Linked DNA regions of Danio rerio: regions 2 and 3 are each linked to region 1. The links are chromatin contacts, called in public Hi-C and Micro-C maps. All regions are on one chromosome and are shown on one strand. The core of a region is the stretch at or near the end of the contact, and the rest is flanking DNA. Distances in the headings are between cores, read along the strand shown.

Region 1 (2,522 bases), core at 13-2,512:
GATTGTAAAAAAAATATTTGGTGTACTCTCCCATTCACTGCAATCTGAGTTTACCTAGCTGTGAAGCCTTCCACTACTGAAAAACCCGGAAATGTAACTATTTGTATAATATGACTGTTATTTTACATTGATTGTCAATTTCTAACCTTGAATACTGTTAGACTCTTCAGAAAATCATAAAGCACTGTTTATTTATTTATTTTTGCTTGTTATTTTTAAGGCGTACTTTTTGCAGATGCACCGCATAGAAAAAGACTTTATAATCCCAGTTGACCTAAATGAATAAAAATTTCCCAAATAGAGCTATTTAAAACATCAAAATGTTCATATGAATGTCTTATCATACATTTTATTCATATCACAATATATAAATCGCAGCAAAACAAAATATTGCAGTGTCAGATTTTTCCAATATTGTGCAGCCCTACTTCAGTGTCACATGATATTTTAGAAATTATTCTAATATGATGATTTACTGATCAAGAAACATTTATAATAATAATAATTATTATTATTATTATTATTTTATTTAATATATTTTTATATTATTATTAAATACTTTGTGGAAACAGCTTTTTTGCAGGATTATCTGATTTAATTTTGTTACAATTAATACGATTATTATTATTATTATTATTATTAGTAGTAGTAGTAGTAGTAGTTGTAGTAGTAGTAGTAGTAGTAAGAGTAGTAGTAGTAGTAGTAGTAGTAAGAGTAGTAGTAGTAGTAGTAGTAGTAGTAGTAGTAGTAGTAGTAGTAGTAAGAGTAGTAGTAGTAGTAGTAGTAGTAAGAGTAGTAGTAGTAGTAGTAGTAGTAATAGTAGTAGAAGAAGAAATAAAAATAAAACATTTTTGCTGTCACAATTTAATGCATCCTTGCTAATTACAAGGGGAAAAAAGTGTGTCGTCTATTTATCTGCAGCCTACAAGTTAGAACAATGATATTTAACCTGTGATCTATCTATAATTGTACCTAACAAATGTTTCTTAGGCATAAGGAGTCTTAAAGGAATATTTATTAAACTTTAACCAAGTTAAAGTAGGCCTAGCTCTTTAAGTCTTTTTTGATGATATTACTCCCTATTATCAGAAATACTTACTAACACAAACAATACTTTACCACTGATCTTCTAGAAACATTTAACCATGAATGCAGTGAAACTGTTCAATCATTTTAGTAAATACTCATAGAAAAAGGCCACCAGCAGATCAAACACGACTCAGATCTGCCCCCCTGTGTACATCAAATAAACCAACAACCATGTCAGCTCTAAATCTAGCAAATATCCCAGTGGTCAGGATATATAATGTTCAAAACTTTACAACATTTTCCTTTGTTAATATAGTTGTTCAAACTTCAGTCTGCCAAAATGCTTGTACATTACATAAAACTCAGCTTAGTTACCATCTAAATTTTTTAGTGCCTGTGATTAAGCCAATCGACGTGCCTTTATCAGGTGTAAAGTGCAATAAGACACCAGAACGCACCCATGCAACACAAAACTGGTGTCCATTCCCTTGAGGAGTAGTTTTCAAGACAGGACGAGCGAGGAGTGTGAAGACAGCCTGAAGTGGTCAGAGCGGTTAGTGTATGTGTGTGTGACCAACATGCCCACTGTTTCCAGATTTGGAAAATGACTTGCCTAGTCATGCCCGTCAAACTATACAATCTCCATTTGTGTAATCTTAAACAATCTTAAAGTTGGCATAAAATTAAATTTTTATTTTTTATAAACATAATTGCAGTGTTTTATTTTACAAATGATGTACATTTTGGAATTTAAGCACCTCATAAGCTTCAAGCACAACATCTCTTCTTATCTCTGATCATGTTTAGGGGTCTGAGGGGGGATCAACTGTCACTCACATGGGATCGACCAATAGCAAACCGCATAATACAACAATTCAATCGATGACTTATGGACAAAATCAAATCCTATCCTAGATGTCTTCTTGTTTGAGTAGCTTTAGCTTGATAAAAACCAGGGGTACCCAAACTTGGTCCTAGAGGGCTGGTGTCCTGCATATTTTAGTTCCAACCCCAATTAAACACACCTGAGCCTGTTAATCAAGCTCTTTTGAGGTACACTAGAAACTTCCAGGCAGGTGTGTTGAAGGAAGTTAGAGCTATACTATGCAGGACACCAGCCCTCCAGGACCGAGTTTGAGCACCCCTGATATAAACAGATAAGCCAAAACGCATGACAACTTTCCTCGAATGCTGTTGGTCCACCATATGCTACAAAACAGCGCCTATTCCAACATGACATGAGATGCATCCCAAATGACACACCATAAACCCTGCACTTATAGACTCAACTATGTAGAGTATGAATTTAGTGTTGTCCCATATGGAAATTCCTACCATTTCCCAGTTAATAATTAAAGCCCTTAACTGTTAGTCCCAATTTTATAAACATAGACGTGAAAATGAGATGCTCAATAAATGTCTGCAAATGATTTTCAACACTTTAATTGCAGACTTAAGCTTGGTCTTATTTTAAAGAAGACACTTGTCAGATT
Region 2 (2,522 bases), core at 7-2,506, 350 kb before region 1:
ATCTATGAAAATAAATATTACTGGAAAGGCAAAGTGATGTTATGAATAATTTCCATATTAAAATATGTAATCATAAAAGCTTATGTTTAAAGAAACTCATAAACATTAATTATTAAGCTCTATAATATGAAACAACTGGTAAAAGAAAACTATAGGTATTGTAAATTAAACATTTAAGGCATTTTTAATTAACATTTGGTAGGCATTTTCTGATAAATACATTTTCATTATTGTTATCTGCACCTTTTGGCATTTGCTTTCCACTACACACGTGAGCTCATGTTCAGCACATCCAAAGTGTTTATGCAGACACTTTAGTATTGTGAAACTAATCAAACATTGTGCATATCTCATTACAATACTTTTGCATAATTATATTTCTATTTTTAAATAAAGTAAATTAAATGAACTTTTAAGTGATTACAAAGGTATTGTGTGAAAATTGTAGAAAAAAAATGTTGTACATGGGAGAATGTTTTCTGTAACATTTCTGTGTTGTGATATGTTTAGCAAAAAAAAATAGATCTTAGATTTATGTTAAAGTAATTGTTATTCTTTTAATTTAAAATTAAAAGGTACATTTACACAAAAATGTTTTTATAAAACATTGTTTAAAAATGTATTTTATGTTTTGTATTTATATTTGCTGGAAATAAATTGACACATAAATTAAATTTACACATTTTGGATATAGCAAAATGCCTTTAAATAGTTCTTAAAGCAGCACATTTGACACTGTTAACGTACAAAGTATCAACACTGTGTTGGTACTTTTATAGATCAGATTTGTAGGTTTGATGAAGGTACAATATCGTATATGCAGGTTTTAAAAACCAAAGGTACATTTTTGTTTCCCATGGTATAAATCATGTCCTAACTGCAGTGTAGTAGTGTACATTTTGCAGTCTCTCTCTCTCTCTCTCTCTCTCTCTCTCTCTCTCTCTCTCTCTCTCTCTCTCTCTCTCTCTCTCTCTCTCTCTATAAACATATACATGCATATATGTTAATTTTGTCATTTTTCCCTATATAATTGCTATAATTAGAAGTATTCTTATTTTTAATTTTGATAGCAATTAGTCCATATAATACAAAATTGTAAGCTATATAAAAAAAACATGTAGCCTGTCTTTTAGTGACAAATACGATAAAAACTTTGAGATGGTCTAGAAATACATTAAACATGAAAATGTAGAATATTTTCAATCTGCGGAGGAGATGAGTTGGTGTGACGTCACGTCAGCAGCTCCCCTGGGATCAGCGGCGGAGAGTGAGTGAGTGAGTGAATGCGCAGGATGCTGAGCTGAACAGCTGATTCTGTGCATTTAACCAGTATGGACAGCTCTGTTCCGCAAACCTAGCATCTATCGCAGTATATAAAAGGGAGGCATTTTCACTGAAGGCTACGAAAGAAAACGCACCAGCCTCACAATGGAGCGTCTTCTTCATTCACCTGGCCGGACACGGGATGAGCACCGGTACCAAACACCGCGTCCTTCATCACAACTCCTCTCAAGGTCTGCCTTCAGCTTCGGGTCTCCAGTTCCGCTCAGAGGTAATGAAACCCTTAGCGAATTCGCCGCGAAACCGGCCGACAGCTTCGATTACTCAAGCAAATATGCAGGTGCGATGAATCTGAGGAAAATCAGTGAGAAAGAATTACTGCAGGGGCTCAACGATCGCTTCGCGGGGTTCATCGAGAAGGTTCACCACCTAGAGAACCAAAACAGAGCGCTGGAGAAAGAGATTGAAGCCATTAGACTCAGAGCCAAATCATCAACCTCTCTGTCCAAAGAGTATGAGTCTGAACTCAGCAGTCTGAGGGAGCAAGTTCACGAGATGGGCCTTCAAAAGCACCAGATTGAGATCAACCGCCAGAACCTGGAGGACGAGTTCAACACATTGAGAGAAAAGTACGAGAGGGAGACTCGTGGTCGTGTTGATGCTGAGGATGGCATTTCAGTTCTGAAGAAATGCATTAATGATGCCTACCTTGCCAAACAAGAGATGGACAGAAAAGCCAGAGCTCTACAGGAAGAGATCGGGTTCCTGAAGAAAAACCATGAAAGTGAGGTAGCTGAAATGATGGCACAAATCGAAGAGGGTCATGTGACTGCAGAAATAAGTGATTTTAGCAGAAGCGATGTCACTGCAGCTCTGAGAGGCATCAGGATGCAACTTGAAGGTCACTCTGGCTCTGACACCCGATATGCTGAGGAGCGCTTTCGAGCACAGTTCGCCAGACTGACCAAAGCTGCTGAGGTCAACAGGGAAGCGCTCATGGCCACTAAAGCGGAGATTAATGAACACAGGAGACAGCTCCAGTCCAAGAACATTGAGCTCGACTCCATGAAAGGGGTGAGAGAAGGACTGGAGAGGCAGCTGTATGACCTCGAGCAAAGGCACAATGCTGAAATCCATCACTATCAGGTAAGTCTCACAGAATGTTTTAAGAAATGAGCGAAATGTTGAAATAAGAGGACTTTATTTGACTGTTTAAATCAAGGTATAGCAAGTTGAGGACT
Region 3 (2,522 bases), core at 7-2,506, 300 kb before region 1:
TTTAATGCAATTTTTTCCTATGGGAATTATCTCTTTCCACATAACCAGGCAGCTTTCAGATCTTTAATCACCCGTTATTACAGTCAATTAAAAATAACAAGAACATCTCATATACAACACAAGGCTGGTGACAAAAAAAATCTACATTTCCTTTATTTGGTTGTTTATTTTTTTTTTAAATCCTCAAAAATGCTTAGAGAAACTATTTACTACAAGAGGAAAGTTACAAGAAATAAGAGGGAGATGCAAGAAACAGTCATGTTCTCCATGTTCAAGCCAATTCAGTAGTAAAGCACTGCAGTTTGACGACAAGCCATGAAACAAACAAGACTATTACTGCACTTTAAAACACATCCATCCAAATATGATGCAGTGCTATGCTTCAAATTAAGAAAATTCTGGAAAACGAGTATCTGTTAAAGGAGCCAGCTCCTGTTGTTTTACAAATACACTATCAAAAAAAAAAAAAAAAAAAAAAAGGGGTAAATATACATGCGCTAAATCTTAATAACTGCCAAAAACAGTCATTTCACTAGGCTAGGGGCATTTAAATTGATCTAGTAAGGATTTATATGATGGCTGGCGAACCATAAAATAGTTTCATTCCACGTATTTTCCAATAAAATGGCTCATTCGGATGTTCTCAGTGTCTCATTAAATGTGGCGCATACATTAAAAAACATAGTAGAGCATCTTTTTTATGGTCAAACGGCACAAAGCCAGTCAGAAAAGGTTAAAAAAGATTAATGTGCATTGTCTGTGCAGTAGCTCTAGGTGGCAGAAGCATCCTGTACCTTTTAAACAAAGAAATATTCATTCACAATAGCGTTTGTAAGTAGCACAGTCTGCTTAAATGATCATCGCAACAGCAGGAATGTCAATCATGGTCACTGAAAAGAGGAATATGTTAGAACGAAGGCCAAAACTAAAATGGCTGTTTTCCAACATTTAAAGCCATCGAGATGTCAAACAATATATTTAATAAATACAAAACACCCATTGGAGATTGGATTGGTTTAAAAACTTGAGCAGAACCTGGTTGTCATCTTGTTAACTAACTCAAAGTCAACATTTCATCATTGCTAAAACCTTTATTTTTAAGTTATGGTTTAAAATCAACTGCACAAGTAAATGTAGGAATGCCAAAATAAAACAGAAAACATTAAGCTAAAATTGAACTGAAGGTAAATCTCATTCACACATACACTTGCGCACACACACACAGAAATCATGACTGATTCATTGCAACAGTTGCATGATGCTACACTGCAGTTCATTTCCCTCAGGGAGGAATTTGAATTCTTTACATTCACAAACACACAGACTTTTAAAGGGAAAGTACACCTAGAAATGAACATTTACACACTCTCAGGTCTCAGATGTGACTTTTTTCCCCTTCAGTAGAACATTTATAAAGATTTATTTAGGTTTTTTTTTGCTTTAACTCTCTTGTATGAATCATAAAATGCTCATAAATCATAAAAAACATGCCAACCAAAATGAAGGCATTATTAAAAAGTTCACCCTAAAATGAAAATTACATCATTTATACATCAACCTTTATGTTTTTCTTTCTTCTGTTAAAAATAAATGGATATATTTTGAAGAATGCTGGTTGCTCCTCGACTTCCATAGTAGGACAAAAAAACTATGAAATTCAATGAATCCGAGCAACCAGCATTTTTCAAAATATCTTCTTTTGTGTTTAACAAAAAAGGGAAAGTCAAATAGGTTTTGGTGGAATTATTTATTTATTTTTAATTTTTTGGGTGAACCATTCCTATAAGATAGGGTTGCAGGATACTGGAATTCGAAACCAACTGATACTGAAATTTTAAAAACGTCCATCAACAGAAATAACTGTGATTGGCTGTGAAAGTCCTCAGTTCACCGAACTCACTCTGTTTAGTGCGTGTAACCAAAGAAACAGGGACACTGGAGCATTTAAAAGCCACGATTCATCAGCCAATCACTCGTATGTCAGCTTATAGACAAACTAGCTGATCAACGTGACTTTGAAACGCTCCGGTGTCCCTGTATCTGTGGTTATTCTCAGTAAACAGCTGTGAGTTTGGTGAACCGATGATCTTCACGGCAAATCACAGTCGTTTCTGTTGAGCACGTGAACACCATGACAAATCAGCTATGTTTAAGAATGTGCTACACACCGCTCAAATGTTATCGGGAAATGGACATTTTTAACATTCCAGTATCGTGACATCCCTACTTTAAGGTCTTATGAAACTTAACAACTTAATGAGTAAAAAAATATAAAGAGTTTAGATTAAAAACCCTCTTCAAAATGTTCCTCTAAAACAAGTATTTTTATCCAGCTCCTGTGTTCTTTAATATCACTTTTGTGACAAAGAATAAGTTTTTTCCTGGTCTTTAAAGTGAAATAGCTCAACATAAACAATGGAGGCTAAGAATAATGTTTATTTTTGGTAGAAATTTCAGATGGCACTCTGAAATTTCAGAGGTTTTTGCATCTGAACTCTTCATATATTGTTTAATAAAGTGTT

What was found. A called contact is a pair of places that touch in the nucleus more often than the background predicts.
Region 2: a Hi-C map of an unstated tissue shows a contact between it and region 1, with 3 times the contacts expected there. The contact joins the promoter of LOC567924 here to the enhancer-like site in region 1. A contact is called at or near these places in 1 of 18 Hi-C or Micro-C datasets (an unstated tissue) and 1 of 4 datasets of contacts at active chromatin or transcription factors (embryo).
Region 3: a contact with region 1 is called in a Micro-C map of caudal fin, with 8 times the contacts expected there. The contact joins two enhancer-like sites. A contact is called at or near these places in 2 of 18 Hi-C or Micro-C datasets (caudal fin and skeletal muscle) and 1 of 4 datasets of contacts at active chromatin or transcription factors (caudal fin).

The regions. Positions count from the first base shown.
Region 1 is chr13:20,041,594-20,044,115 of GRCz12tu, forward strand. All of the region lies in intron 2 of zfand4 (zinc finger, AN1-type domain 4), which reads right to left. Among named protein-coding and RNA genes, the nearest start is that of zfand4, 13 kb to the right of the region's middle. Within about 2 kb of position 1,263, at least 6 of the 62 cell types and tissues checked have an H3K27ac peak or open chromatin away from gene starts, as enhancers often do. A contact at or near this core is called in caudal fin and skeletal muscle, where this site is marked.
Region 2 is chr13:19,686,706-19,689,227 of GRCz12tu, forward strand. LOC567924 (novel protein similar to vertebrate neurofilament, medium polypeptide (NEFM)) reads left to right here and starts at 1,257. Exons shown (of 3, transcript XM_691238.9): 1 at 1,257-2,427. The coding sequence starts at 1,429.
Region 3 is chr13:19,738,360-19,740,881 of GRCz12tu, forward strand. It overlaps marchf8 (membrane-associated ring finger (C3HC4) 8), which reads right to left. Exons shown (of 7, transcript NM_001161435.2): 7 at 1-2,522. It also overlaps a transcript of vdac2 not described here. Among named protein-coding and RNA genes, the nearest start is that of vdac2, 25 kb to the left of the region's middle. Within about 2 kb of position 1,257, at least 4 of the 62 cell types and tissues checked have an H3K27ac peak or open chromatin away from gene starts, as enhancers often do. A contact at or near this core is called in caudal fin and skeletal muscle, where this site is marked.